Linked DNA regions of Sus scrofa: regions 1 and 2 are each linked to region 3. The links are chromatin contacts, called in public Hi-C maps. All regions are on one chromosome and are shown on one strand. The core of a region is the stretch at or near the end of the contact, and the rest is flanking DNA. Distances in the headings are between cores, read along the strand shown. Region 1 holds the start of FAM136A (protein FAM136A). Region 2 holds the start of PAIP2B (polyadenylate-binding protein-interacting protein 2B). Region 3 holds the start of FIGLA (factor in the germline alpha).

What was found. Hi-C and Micro-C count contacts between places; a contact is called where the count stands out from the background.
Region 1: a Hi-C map of epiblast stem cells shows a contact between it and region 3, with 3 times the contacts expected there. The contact joins the promoter of FAM136A here to the promoter of FIGLA in region 3. A contact is called at or near these places in 3 of 47 Hi-C or Micro-C datasets (embryonic fibroblasts and epiblast stem cells).
Region 2: a Hi-C map of epiblast stem cells shows a contact between it and region 3, with 2.5 times the contacts expected there. The contact joins the promoter of PAIP2B here to the promoter of FIGLA in region 3. A contact is called at or near these places in 2 of 47 Hi-C or Micro-C datasets (embryonic fibroblasts and epiblast stem cells).

Annotation. Positions count from the first base shown.
Region 1 is chr3:72,188,873-72,193,782 of Sscrofa11.1, forward strand. It overlaps FAM136A (protein FAM136A), which reads left to right and starts at 2,046. Exons shown (of 3, transcript XM_003125051.6): 1 at 2,046-2,285; 2 at 3,184-3,324. The coding sequence starts at 2,160.
Region 2 is chr3:71,449,946-71,454,353 of Sscrofa11.1, forward strand. It overlaps PAIP2B (polyadenylate-binding protein-interacting protein 2B), which reads left to right and starts at 2,808. Exons shown (of 4, transcript XM_013996061.2): 1 at 2,808-3,008.
Region 3 is chr3:71,706,160-71,711,104 of Sscrofa11.1, forward strand. It overlaps FIGLA (factor in the germline alpha), which reads left to right and starts at 3,423. Exons shown (of 5, transcript XM_005662486.3): 1 at 3,423-3,743. The coding sequence starts at 3,543.

The DNA of each region.
Region 1 (4,910 bases), core at 796-3,295, 480 kb after region 3:
TGGGTTTGATCCCTGGCTTTGCTCAGTGGGTTAAGGATCTGGCGTTGCCATGAGCTGCAGTGTAGGTCACAGACGCGGCTCAGATCCAGCATTGCTGTGGCTCTGGTGTAGGCCGGCGGCTACAGCTCTGATTAGACCCCTAGCCTGGGAACCTCCATATGCCACGGGTGCAGCCCTAGAAAAGGCAGAAAGACGGGAAAAAAAAAGTGAGAGGAGCTCCCTCTGTGGCCCAGTGGGTTAAGGACCCAGTGTTGCCCCCAGCTGTGGTGTAGGTCACAGCTGCAGCTTGGATTCGATCCCTAGCACAGGAATCTCCATATGCCTGGGGTGTGGAAGTAAGGGTGAGAGTGAGAGCTCAGCCCTGGGAGAAACACACTCAAGAGGTCCTAAAATATGGAGTAGCCAGTTTTTATTTCTTTTTTTTTTTAGAAGCATGTAGAAATTCCCAGACCATGGATAGAACTTGCACCACAGGAGAGACTTGAGTTGTTGCAGTGACAACACTGGGTCCTTAACCTGCTGTGCCACAATGGAAGTCCTATGTAGTGAATTTTTATGGGCTGGGTAACTTCATAGGCTAATGAGTGGAAAGATTATTTCAACTATTAGGGGAAGAGGGGTGAGGATTTCCAGGAATTAGGCCACTGCCCACTTTTTGGCCTTTTATGGTGGGCCTTGAAACTATCATGTCACCTATGAGCATGTCATTTAGCAAGCCAGTGTATTACAATGACCGAATAATGAGGCTTAAGGTCCATTGGAAGTCGAATCATCCACCATCTTGGCCCTAGTTGGTTCCAATAGGTTCCTGCAATATCCTCAAGGGCTAGGCCATTCTCTCAAAGGTTATGCCTCATCCCCCTTTCCTCCTGTTTCAATTTCACTTCTAGATATTGACCCAAGAGAAATGGAAATCTATGCCTACAAAAGACTTGCTCAAGGATGTTCTTAGTCACCATTTTATTCAGAACAGCTGGGAGTTCCTTTTGGCTCAGCAGAAATTAATCCAACTAGTATCCATGAGGATGCAGGTTCAATCCCTGCCCTCGTTCAGTGGATCAGGGATCTGGCATTGCTGTGAGTTGTGGTGTAGGCCCGCAGCTGTAGCTCTGATTTGACCCCTATCCTGGGAACTGCCACATGCTGCAGGTGCAACCCTAAAAATTTAAAAAAAAAAAAAAAAAAAAAAACAGCTAATAACTGGTAAAGACCCAAAAGTCCACCAACAGGGGAGTGGAAAAACAAATTGTAGTATGTCCATTCAACAGGATTCAGCAGCAAAAAAAGAACTGAAGATATGGTTCAATCTCAAAAGCACTCTTGGAGTTCCCATGATGGCTCAGCGGTTAACAAATCGACTAGGAACCATGATGCTGCGGGTTCAATCCCTGGCCTTGCTCAGTGGGTTAAAGATCTGGCGTTGCCATGAGCTGTGGTGTAGGTCGCAGATGTGACTCAGATCTGGCTTTGGCTGTGGCTGTGGTGTAGGTGGCAGCTATAGCTCTGATTGGACCCCTAGCCTGGGAACCTCCAGATGCTGCAGGTGCAGCCCCAGAAAAGACCAAAAAATAAAAAAAATAAAAAGCATTATGTTTAGGTGAAGAGGCCAGGCCCCCAAAAAGTACATATTAACGAGATATATATATATATAATATTTTATATATATAAATTATTCTAGAAAGGGAAAATGTAATCCCTAGTGATAGAAAGCAGATCAGTGGCTGCCTGGGGTCAGGAGTGAGGGAATAGGGAGAGAATGGACAGAGGTTAGGAAAGGGCAAGATTTGCTAAAACTCATCAAGCTGTTTACACCTAAGACCTTCGCACTTACTATATGTTACTTACATTAAATATCTTTAAAGAATTTTAGTGGAAAGGGAGAGGGACAGAAGGCAGAGAAAGAGGAAATAACCTTCCCTGAGCTCTCGCAGAGGACAGAGGTGGGCGGGCAAAATGAAGAAGCCCAAACAACCGGGGGGGGGGGGGGGGGGAAGCGTCGCTGACGCATGGGGGCGGGGCCAGGGAGTGGGGCGGGAGCAGGCCTCCTGGCGTGCAGTTGCTCCTCTCTGGACGCTAGGCGGCGGCGTGGGCTCTTGGAAGGACGCGCCGCTGTGACCCGCGAAGCTGCGCGGAGCGGGCGGGCCGGTGCGCCTGAGTCCATGTGGGCGCCGGCGCGGCAGGGAGCAGCTGGGGTCGCCATGGCGGAGCTGCAGCAGCTCCGGGTGCAGGAGGCAGTGGACTCCATGGTGAAGAATCTGGAGAGAGAGAACATCCGGAAGATGCAGGTAGCCGGGCGGAGGCCGATCGAGGGGGGAGCCCCAGCGGTCCGGAACTCCTGGCCCCTTCCCGCAGCCGCTGCGCCATATCCAGCACCAGTGCCCTCCTCCCCGCACACCCGGGTCGCGATGTCCCTGGGGTCGTCGCGGCGTCCTCAGACAAAACCTCTGAAGCTTCGACTGAGCGGATGAAATCTGTGCGCTCTTGCCACGCGCAAGGCCGTTTGTCCCCTAGACCAGGCGGGGGGAGGGGTGTTCCGGGACCAGGGTTAAAAGTCTCTCGTGTGAGGCGTTCGGCCTCCCGCACCTCCCCCTTTTTCGCGGCCCCTTCTGCAGGTGAGCAGCCCGAGGCCGGAAAAAGAGCATGGCCAAAGGCGAAAGACCGGAAAGGCGAAAGCGCTAGGCCTTCTCAATGGCCAGGTCATGCCCGGTTCTGTTGCATCGAACCCGGCTCCACAGCTTATATGCTGTTCTGCTTTGATCCCCTAAATGTTTTGTGGCTGTTGGTCCTTCTTTCCTAACCGAATTGTGAGTTTCCCTTGTAAAGGTGACCCTGGAGTCAATTAGTAGACCAGTTGCCCCCTGGTGGGAGTAGGTTACTAGGTTGCTGACCTCTGAATCCTGTGATATAGGCTCCTCGTTTTCAGAACTTGGCTTTATCTGACCTTCGCCACCTTCCCTGTCCACTCAGCCTTCAATACCACAAGTGCCAATGAGTTAGCAGCAAGGAGGCGGTGAGGTACTCCACTGGGCACCAAGGATAATATTTCCATTCATGGTTTTAAGGCCCTGAAATCTGTTATAAGGAGAGGTACAGGTATAGACACTCCTGGCCTCTATTGCACTCCTTGGTCATCTCTGCCCTGGAGGCTTCCCTACCTAATCTCTCTCTGCCCTCCTTCCACAGGGCCTCATGTTCCGGTGCAGTGCTGGCTGCTGTGAGGACAGCCAGGCATCCATGCAGCAGGTGCATCAGTGCATCGAGCGCTGCCATGCACCTCTGGCTCAAGCCCAGGCCCTGGTCACCAGTGAGTTGGAGAAGTTCCAGGTGAGCAATATCCCAATCAGAGTACTCTAGCCCTTGAGGTTGCTCTTTTGCAGGAGATGACAAGCATTTGTTCAAAACTCTTGGCTTTAGTGCCTTGGCTCCGTGTTAACATTTGTGACAGTCCTATGACCATTAGACTTCACAGGGTTTTAAATTTTGGGAAAAAAAATTTTGGAAAAAGTCCTGGAGGTAGAGCACCACAAGAATTTTCCATAAAAGTAATGTAAAAGAGAGTTCATGACCAACAGGCTTATGCTTTTTTCCCCCATAGACACTAACTATGGCATGTATACTGTACAGTATGAAGCTTTTTAAAGCATAGTAATTCATTCTTACAATAGCAGAATCCCCAGAAAAGTGGAATAGGCCAGTCAAAAAGGTATGATTAGAGCAAGATCTTGCTATCGTTTTGTGGATTGACCCACCCAAATGCCCCTTTCTGCAGAGGGCAGAGGGCAGCTCCTGTGTCAGTGAAGAGCAGTCATTTACATGAGGATCATTTACATGAGGCCTTTTTTTTTTTTTCTTTTGGTTGTGCCCAGGGCATATGGAAGTTCTCAGGCCAGGGAATCGTACCCACACCACAGCAGCAACCCAAGGCACAGCAGTAACAATGCCAGATCCTTTTTTTTTTTTTTTTTTTTTTCAGGGCCACACCTGAAGCATATGGAAGAAGTTCCTGGAGCTGGGGGTTGAATCAGAGCTGCAGTTCCCAGCCTATACCACAGCCACGACAACGTTGTGGGATCCAAACCACATCTTCGACTTACAGCTACAGCTCACGGCAACAATGGATCCTTTAACCTACTGGGCAAGGCCAAGGATCAAACCCGTGTCCTCATGGATACTAGTCAGGTTGGTTACCACTGAGCCATGATGGGAACTCCACAGTGCCAAATCCTTAACCTGATGGACCACCAAAGAACTTCAATTTATATGAAGCATTATTATTGTTGACTCGATGATGCCTGTCTCATAAGCCTCTCTTGAGGTTACTCAGAGACACCCGTATCCCTCTCCAGAGCAAAGGGTAGCGACAAGTTCATTTTATTGCCTTCAAGATACAGTTTTCTGGACCTTGGGGAAAGCAGGGCCTACCTCTGACCCAGTTTTTGATAGCCTGGGATTCTGTTAACATGGAAAAATTATCTCTAATGTGGTACATTTTTACATCTCATATAAAATTCTTCAAAATAACTGACACTATGAAAGCATAACTTCTCCAAGATCATGGAACGCTGGAGGGTTTCTTTGTGTTTGACACCTCATTTTACAGAGAGGGTCTTTCAAAATGTGAGTCTTGAATTACTATATAACTTTCTCTTTGCATTCACTACACAGTCCTCTCCGATCAGACTGACTCTTCCTCTGTGCCGGAACCACTCTTGCCACGTTCCTCCATGGGGCTGAGTCCAGGGGTCATTTCTCCTTATTTTACTCAGCCTACGTGCATCATTGACACAGTGGATTGCTCTCCTTCAGAAACTTTATCCACTTGGCCACCAGGATAGGATGCTTCACTCTCCTGGTTTTCTACCTCTCCCTGGCCCTCCTTTCCTGTTCTCGTTTACTGGGTTTTCCCCACT
Region 2 (4,408 bases), core at 1,558-4,057, 260 kb before region 3:
AGAATTCTTATCTGCAAAATGAGTTATTGAGGATGAAATGAGTAAACAAATGTAAAACATGTAGAACAGTGCCTCACACACAGTAAGGGCCATATATATGTTTGCTATTATTGTTTGTAGCTAAGCCACCAAGAGTAGTATGATTACGTGCCTTTTCTTTTGTCTTTTTCTGGCACTTATAATTCCCTCTTAATTTCCTGGCTTTTTCTATCTTCTAGAGGCCACTAGCATTCCTCATGGCTCATGGCCCCTTCCTCCATCTTCGAAGCCAGCAGGGTAGCATCTTCTCGCCCTTCTTGTTTCTACCATGAATGGATAGTACAATTATCTTGAGAGGAGAAGCAAAGAGCCCTTACCCTTGAGCCCGATGCTGAGCCAAGTAGTCTTTTCTTTTCTTTTTTTTTTTTTTTAGGGCCACAATGTCAGCATTTGGAAGTTCCCAGGCTTCGGGGGGGAGGTGTCCAATCAGAGCTACATCTGCCAGCCTACACCACAGTCACAGCAACACAGGATCCAAGCCACATGTGTGACCTTCACCACAGCTCATGGCAACGCCGGTCCTTAAGCCATTGAGTGAGACCTGGTATCGAACCTGCATCCTCACAGATACTAGTTGGATTCATTTCTGCTGAGCCATGATGGGAACTCCCTGAGCCATGTATTCTTGGGACCCCAAAAGATATCCAGGATGGCCTCTTGGGTGGCTTCAGCTGGTACAAGATCCAGCTGGTGTGTACAGTAATTACTTTAGCTGATCTAGTTTTCTCCCAGGAATGTCTCTGGATTGTGAAGAGAGAGAACAAAATAAATATCCTCTCTGGTTTGAAGTTTTGTCTGATTAAGTAATCTAAAGCGAACATGCAAGAAATGCTTAGTTTTTTCAGAGAAAAAAAAAAGCCTGTCTGCATGATAGCCTCCCCTTTACCCTCCATGGTTTCTTTTCCTAAGGTATCCTTCAGGTGCACCGTGCGAGAGGGGCTTACATGATATAGCTTTGGAAAACAGATCTTCAGGTTCACATAGTATCTTTGCACGATCAGAATTACTCTTTGATCATCAAAGGACACTATCAACAGAGAAAGGCAACCCACAGAAGGGAAGAAGGTATTTGCAAATCATATATCTGATAAAGGATTACTATTCAGATATACACAGAACTCATGCAATTCAAAAGCAAACAACAACAAAACCAACCTGATTTTAAAATGTGCAAAGGATTTGTATAGATATTTCTCCAGAGAAGATATACAAATGTCCAAAAAGCACATGAAAATGTGCTCAACATCACTAGTAATTGGAAAAATGTAAACCCAAACTATAATGAGATACCACTTCACATTCATTAGAATAGCTACTATTCAAAAAAAAAAAATCAGGAAATAGCAAGGGTTGGCAGGATGTGGAGAAATTGGGAAACTTGTTCACTAACAGTGAGAATGTAAAATGTTGTAGCCTCTGTAGAAAACAGTGGTTCCTCCAAAAATTAAACATAGAATTACCATATGACCCAACAATTCTTCTTCTGAGTATATACCTAAAAGAACTGAAGGAATGAAAGGATATAAACATATACAACCATAATAGCATTACTCACAATACTCAAACTCTATTGGCAGGTTAATGGATAAATAAAAGGTGGTACACAATTAAATATTCAGCTTTAAAAAGCAATGAAATTCTGATACATGCTATAGTGCTCTAACATGGGTGAACCTTGAAGATATTATATTTAGTGAAATGTCATACACAAAAGGACAAATATTGCATAACTCCACTTATATAAAGTATCTACAAGAGTCAAACTCATAGACTCAAAACATAGAATGGTGATTTCCAGGGGATGAGGGAAGAGGAGATGGGACGTTATTGTTTAATGGGTGCAGAATTTCAGTTTGGGATGATGAAATCATTCTGGAGGTAGAGAGTGGGGACGGTTGCACAATAATGTGAATATACTTAATGCCCCTGAAACGTGTAGTTAAAATATCTAAAACAGTAAAAATTTATGTTATGTGTATCTTACCACAGTAAAAATAAAAGAGATACGCTTCGAGGAGGGAGAACTCATTGTCACTGCTGTGGCTCAAGTTACAAAAAAAGAAAAAGGAGAAATTCCCATTTCCAGAAGAATAAAATTCAAAGTCCTTAGAAGCAACGATTGGACAACTTAAGTCCAAAGGGAAAGTAAGGTTTTATTTTTTAAAACACTCAAGAAGCAGGATTTGTCTCTAGAAATGTGGGAGTCCTTCTGCTTCCCTCCAGCCTTTCCAAGGAGCCCTACTCCCCAAATTTCCACAACAGAGGCTGCTTCAGTTTTAAGTCAGTTTTGCTCAAGGCACCTCCCTTGGTAATTGACAGCTGGGGAAATCCCACTGAGGTCCGCCCACAGGCCCCTCTTCGCTAGACTGAGTGGCGCAACCGGTGGGAGGAGCTGCTGGCTCAGCCAATGGAAGGAAACCGGAGCAAGAGCTTGTGTAAACAAACCCAGAGGTGCTGCGCCTTGGGCTCCTCCCCCACGTGGGGGCCAGAGGGATCCCTGGCCCAGGGCCGATCCTGGACTAGCGTAGCGTCTTTTCAGCCAATCAGAGCTCATGTCTCTCGCAAGGCGACGCTCCATCCCTAGGGAAAGAACCAAGGGAGCGAAAAGACAGACATTAATACCAATCGGAAGCTGGAACTTCTGAGGGAGGGGGCGGGAATTGCTTCACGTTTAGACCAATAAGAAGCACACGTGCCGTTCTAGGCGACTGAGCGGCATCCTCCTACGTCCAATAGACGAATGGGGCGGTGCCCAGCAACCAATGGCTTCGGTTCGGGGGCGGGGTGAGGAGCTAGTGTGGTGTAAGAGGTAACCTGGCGAGTGGCAGCAGCGCTCCTCGGGTCCTGTGGCTCACGCTTTGGTACTAGAGGCCGGACTGTTCTGGCGACCGCGACCTCTGCGGCAACGGCTGAAGTTCTCGGAGGAGTATCGGAGTACGGTCTGGAGGAGAGGCTTCTGGTCTGCCCAGGTGGGCTCGGTCGCCCGGGCTGCCGGGGAGGAAACCTGAGGGAAGCGCCGTTCTGTCGACTCTGGGGGTGCCCTGCGCCTCCTTTTCCGCCGCCGTCGGGATTGTGAGGGGCTGCGCGCGGCTTCCTGAGCTCCTGAGGGGAGGGTTAGCAGACAGGTCCCATGTCGCAGTCATCGGCGAGAAGGGGCGGTCGCTGGGATCAGCCCCTGTTCCTCGGGGGTGCTGGGCGGTCTTTAGTCCCTTTCTCCCCCAACAGGCGCACTAGTCTTCCACCCTCAACTTCCCTGAACCCTCTTAATCCCCTTCTAACGGACTAAAATCTCTGTCTTGCGAGTCCTCTTAACTGCCCCGGTGCTACACTGCTAAGCAAATTGGCTAGTACTGCCTCCTCGCGTCCTCTTCCCAGAGATAGGAAGGGGGAGGAGTCGCGCACGTTCGCCCCTCCCCCATTCAAGGCGCCCCCGGACCCCCCCCCCCGCATTATTTGCTTTTCTTAAACTCCTTCTGCTTCCTCTGCTACTCTAGTCCTCTTTCTTGACACCTAATTTGAGTTAGGAACCTTGGCCACTTCTCTTCCTTTCAGCCAGTAAGTCCTTTACTCCTTCCCACCCCCCTAAATTTCATTCTCACCTTTCATGGAAACTAACATTTTCCACTCGCCCCTTACAGGCAGCTGGAAGGTGAACGCGAGAGAGGAAGAATACACTGTACAGGGAACTTTGCAAGGTTGGGAACTTTTAATCGGTTTTGTTAATGGTAAACCATTCTTGCCTTTCTTAAAAAGGCATCTGATCATTATATCCTTGCCGGAATCTTTGTCCCATTACAGTTGTTTTGGTAATAATTTTTGAACATGCAGACGAGAAGGGTTATTGGCAGCAAGAAATTTTAAATGTTATTTTTAAGTAGATAGAATTGGATTATACTTGAAACAGCTTAACGGCGCTTCTAGAGTTTGCAGGGTAAGTAAGGACTTGACCATCCTACTTTGTCATAACATATAGGATACACATTAGCTGTATTGCACAATGTGATTTGATCTCACTCAGCCTGTGGATAATATAGCATTGACTCTGTTTAAAAACAGCATTGTTTATTCCCCTTTCACAATTTGTGTTCACCTTCATAGTTATCAGTTTGGATTTCAATAGTGTTGGTTCTATCCATATGTTTCTAGATAGAAGTACCAATTATGTTGTGCCTAAATAAAATATGCCAAGAATTTTATGAGGAAAAGGTAACTTATTGTACTCAGTTTTGATTGAGACTTTAGAGTTTTGAAAATATTAGTGTATTTGTTTGACAGTGAGGATTTTGTTGGTAGGGATGGAGGAAATTGAAGTATTGGGTTAAGCCTGATGGGTCCTTTAGCCTGTGTGCGTGGGGATGGGGTGAGGGAG
Region 3 (4,945 bases), core at 2,173-4,672:
CAGAACCCCTTGTACCCAGGGTTCTAGATGCCAATGAAGATGATTTAATTAGAGTCAGGTGTGTGATACTGCCAGCGGGGAAACGAGGCAGAGCGCTCCTCCCTGTCCTTCTGTCTTGTTTCCTGTGGACGAGCCAGGGCATGGGGACGTGGGGTTTCTCTGCCACCTGTTCCTGGGCCTCTCTCCCAGCTTTGGGGGGTTGAGTCGCAGCTGCAGGATCAGGGGCGACCTGCTGTCTGGCTGCCACTCAGCTGGTGCATCTTTGAACTCAGAGCTTCTCCTGTTCCTCCAGCCTTCCTCATGATTGTATAAGCCCCTAAATCCCTAAACCGCCCCCATTGGCATCTGCCTGGAATACCCAGAAGATTTTCTGACCCTGCTCTGAACCCTGGCTGGGGCAAATGGCCTGAGGACTTTGCTGCAGCCAAGTTGACCCCTGCCAGGCACCAGGATGGCAGACACTTCTAACAGGACAGCATCGTTTTGGGAAATGATACCCAGCAGCAATGATGGAGGAGCGATGATTTGGGAGGAATCTAAGTCCTTGAGTGCTCACGAGGAGCAGAGGTGCCCCGTTGACCTACCCTTTTGACACTGTTAGAGGCCAGAGAATGAAACTTTTTGTTCATTGGGTCCTTGCATTATTGGGTGATGGCAAGGGGTCCACACCTTAGCTCCAACTGGTTTATGTGATTGCTCTCCCTCAGAACAGAGGGCTCAGTTGAGGAATCAAAGAGCCAAGAAGCCAGAACATTATAGTTGGAGCTGATGGAGGTGAGCAGGTCTGAAAGAATAAAGTCTGGGGTTCTCACACTGGGTTCCTGAAGCCCACTAGCTTGCCTGTCCCAGGGTTGAGCAATAAAGTAGAATAATGCCAGTCACATCCTTGTTGATGCTTAAGTTAAGTAAACGGGGAAGCCATCTCCATTTTAAGCTTCATCCCCAGATATTTGGCTCTTGCTGCCTTCTCTCTGCCTCCCAGCAGACCCACCATGTGAGTTTAGAGCAAACAAAATTGTTTTCCTTCTTAAAAATATATTTATTTATTTATTCATTTAGCTTTTTAGGGCCGCACCTATGGCATATGGAAGTTCCCAGGCTAGGGGTCTAATTGAGCTGCAGCTACAGGCCTATGCCACAGCCACAGCAATGCACCATCTGAGCTGAGTCTGCCACCTACACCACAGCTCACAGCAACACCAGATCTTTAACCCACAGAGTGAGGCCGGGGATCAAACCTGCACCCTTATGGATACTGGTGGCATTCCTTATCGCTGAGCCACAGTGGGGACTCCTAAAAATATATTTTAAAAATTACAAGTGACATTCTTATTATGACAATTCCAGAAATACAGAAGATGGGAGGCACAGATCAAATCTCCCCCTTCCCAGGCCTGCTCAAGGGAACCTCCATTAAGCATTTGGTGTGATCGGTTCTCTTCCCCTGGCCCTTCCCTTGAAGGCAGTGGCCATGGCGGGAGCTGAGGAGGAGATGGGGCTGAGTAGATGTCTGATGGGGCTAAGAATTGAGTTATATGTGGGAACTGAGAAAATAGGTAAATATACTGAGGGTAACTGGAATCAAGTTTCTCGCTATTGGGGAAGGGAATTACAAATAAGGAGAGGGAGAAACTAGAGAGAAATATAAGTTTTGGGTTTGGAATTAGAGGTATTAGTGTGAACTCATGCTTTTAAAATATGTCCATCCATCTATATAGATAGACAGATAGATTTAGCTGTATGTCTGTATATGCTGTATGCTTGTGTATGAGTATTTCTTGTCTGCAAAAGAGTCTAGAAGTGGAGTTCCCATTGTGCTCATCAGGCTAAGGACCCAATGCTGTCTCTGTGAGGATACAGGTTTGATCCTTAGCCTTGCTCAGTGGATTAAGGATCTGGCATTGCTGCAAGCTGTGGTGTAGGTTGAAGATGTGGCTCCATTTGGTGTTGCTGTGGCGAAGGCCTCAGCTGCAGCTCTGATTGGACACCTAGCCTGGGAACATAAAAGAAAAAAAAAAAAGCCTAGAAGCAATGACATCCCCTAAAGGAGTGAACGCTCAAGCATCCAAATTTGGTTTCTAAATCCCATCTTCCACTAAAAGGAGAATTGACTGATGCCAGGGCAGGGGCTAGGAAAATTCGAGATGATCCTGGCATATGCTGTATCTTTTTCACACAAGCCAGAAAGTACTCCAAGCATGATGGGGTCATGTCAAAAGGACAGAGGAATCAGCCTGAAGGGGCACCTGCAGGCAAAATCTGGGACAACTTGAGCATTAAAATAAATAATAATATGAATGAATTACATCTTTTTGAATAAAAAATAGAAATGCATGAGCTCACACATAAACACAAATTGAATCAATAACTGACAGAAGGGAGAGCTCTTCCCTAAAGGAGGATGCCAACCATTTGGTCAATATCAGAGTGGTGGTTAATTCAGGCAGGAGTCAGTCATGGATGCTAAGGACACTGACAAAATATCTATCAACTAAAAGGGAAAAAAGGTCAATTTATGGTGAGGGAAACTGGCAGACACCATCTTGATCAAGGTTAACCTCACCATTAGTGGGACAGGTGATGTGAGGCCCTGAGAAAACCCCATCATCTCTTCTCTGGTGTCCCTGCTAAGAGGGCAGGACCTGGGTCTGGACATGAGGAAACTCTGGACAGACCCAGGTGGAAGGACATCCTATAGCCTGCAAAGCTTCTACTCTCTGAAACTGTCAAATGTCATGAAGACAGGGCAAGACCAAGGAAATGCTTTAGAAAAGGAATATGGAAAATGGGACTATTCTATAGAGAGAAATGGAGTGATGAAGCACATGTGAGAAAAGTTAACTAGTCGAGAATCTAGGTGAAGAGAATACAGGACCTCTTTGCTACTGCTCTTACAACTCATTTACTTCAAGATGAATTTTTAAAACGTTTTGGGAGTTCCCGTTGTGGCCCAGCGGAAATGAATCCAGCGAGTATCCGTAAGGATGCGGGTTCCATCCCTGGCCTCGCTCAGTGGGTTAAGGATCTGGCGTGGCTGTGGCTGTGGCTGTGGCTGTGGCGTAGGCCGGCAATTACAGCTCCACTCGGGCCCCTAGCCTGGGAACCTCCACATGCCCCGAGGGTGCGGCCCTAACCCCCGCCCCCAAATTTTGTGTGTATCCATCAATTTTTTTTCTAGTAGGCTTCATATGTTTATACGTGAATTGCATACCTTCTGCAGAACCTCAGGCCTGGACTCAGATTGGTTGAATCAGAATTTGGGGATCCGGTACCCGGGCATGTGGATTTTTAAAAACTCCCCAGGTGACCCCAGTGTGCTGCCCGATTTGCGAGCCATCGGTGTAATCCAGGCTTCACGGAAATCACCTGGGGAGCTTGTTAAACAGAGGGTCGCAGAGCGGCTTCCCGAGCTCGGGCCGGGCAGGTGCGCAGGCGCGCAGGGGGTTGGGGGCAGGTGGCCCGGGCCCCCGCCCCCGGCCGCGTGTAGCCCCAGGTGCCCGGGAGGTCAGGCCCGGCAGCTCGCCGCCCCCCGGAGCGCCGCCATGGACGCCTCGCCCGCGCTCCTGGGCACCCCGCCGGCTGAGGTGCTGGAGGAAGCGCTCCGGGAGCAGTTCGGGCCGCTGCCCCACTTGGCCGCCATCTGCCGCCTCAAGCGGCTGCCGTCGGGCGGCTACTCGTCCATTGAGGACCTGCAGCTGGTGCTGGAGCGACGGCGCGTGGCCAACGCTAAGGAGCGCGAACGGGTGAGCGCCGGCCCTGTGGGGTCCCCGCCCCGGGACTCGGCTGCCTTCTTCCTGGGTCCCCCCAGGCTCACCACCCCTTCCTGACACCTTTGGGATTCCGGGCGCCCACTCCCCGCTCTCAGGGCCTGGGGCGACCTCAACCTCTCCAGGGCCGCTCGTGTTCCCCTGCCCCCGCGCTGGGACGTCGCCTCACCTGTGACCCCCTTGCACGGGTGCAGGAAGCGGGTTTCGTGAGGACCGAGGGGGCCCCTGACAACTTCAGAAACGTCTCCCCTTGGCAGGTGCTTTAAACCTCAGAGCCTGGCAGTGGCTGACACCTCACCGCCTCCTGCGTTGCACGGGTGCTTGGGGCCTTGCCCTCTCCCTGGGAAGCACCACTGGGACGAGGGAGAGAGGACCTAATGGAAGTTACTCTTTTCCTTAACTTTAAGGAAAGAATTACAACTCCTCGGGGCGCACTCAGACTCCCACTCAACCCCTTGGCAGGAGGTAGAAAGTGACTGCTTTCCAGTCTGGCGGGTACACGGTAAATCACCAACAGGGATGCTCCGTGGGCGGAGTCGGAGCGCCATCTACTGGTAGCGTTTAGTATTGCTAACTAAGACCCCAAACCTCTCCGCCCTTTGCAGTTTGGGGGTAGGGCTGCTGCCCTGGGCGATCCTAGAGACGAAGGGTGAGTCCTGGTCAAGAGGGAGGGCGCACATTCTGGCCTGGGACTTGAGGAGGAATTTCTGCTGGGGGCTGTTCCTGCACATTCTTGGGTCCCTTAGAAAAGTAGCCCCGGTCGCTTAACTCAGAGCTTTGCTTGGGAACAGGTGTGAGGAAAAAGGAACAAGCAAGAATAGTAGACCTAAGGTGAAGCTGGGAGCAATTTTTTTTTTTTTTTTTTTTTTTTGCTTTTTAGGGCCACCCCACGAGGCATGTGGAAGTTCCCGGGCTAGGGGTCTAACCAGAGCTCCAGATCCAAGCCGGGTCTGTGACCTACACCACAGCTCCCCAACCCACTGAGTGAGGCTGGGGCTTGAAACCGCATCCTCATAGATACTAGTTAGATGCATTTCCTCTGAGTCACGATGGGAACTCCTGCTGGGAGCACTTTATGATAAACACTGTGATCTGATGTGATGGGTCCTTAACCAGGATTCTGACCCAATATTTTGCATTTTAAGTTGGGCTGTCCCACCAGGAAGGAATTGCTTTTT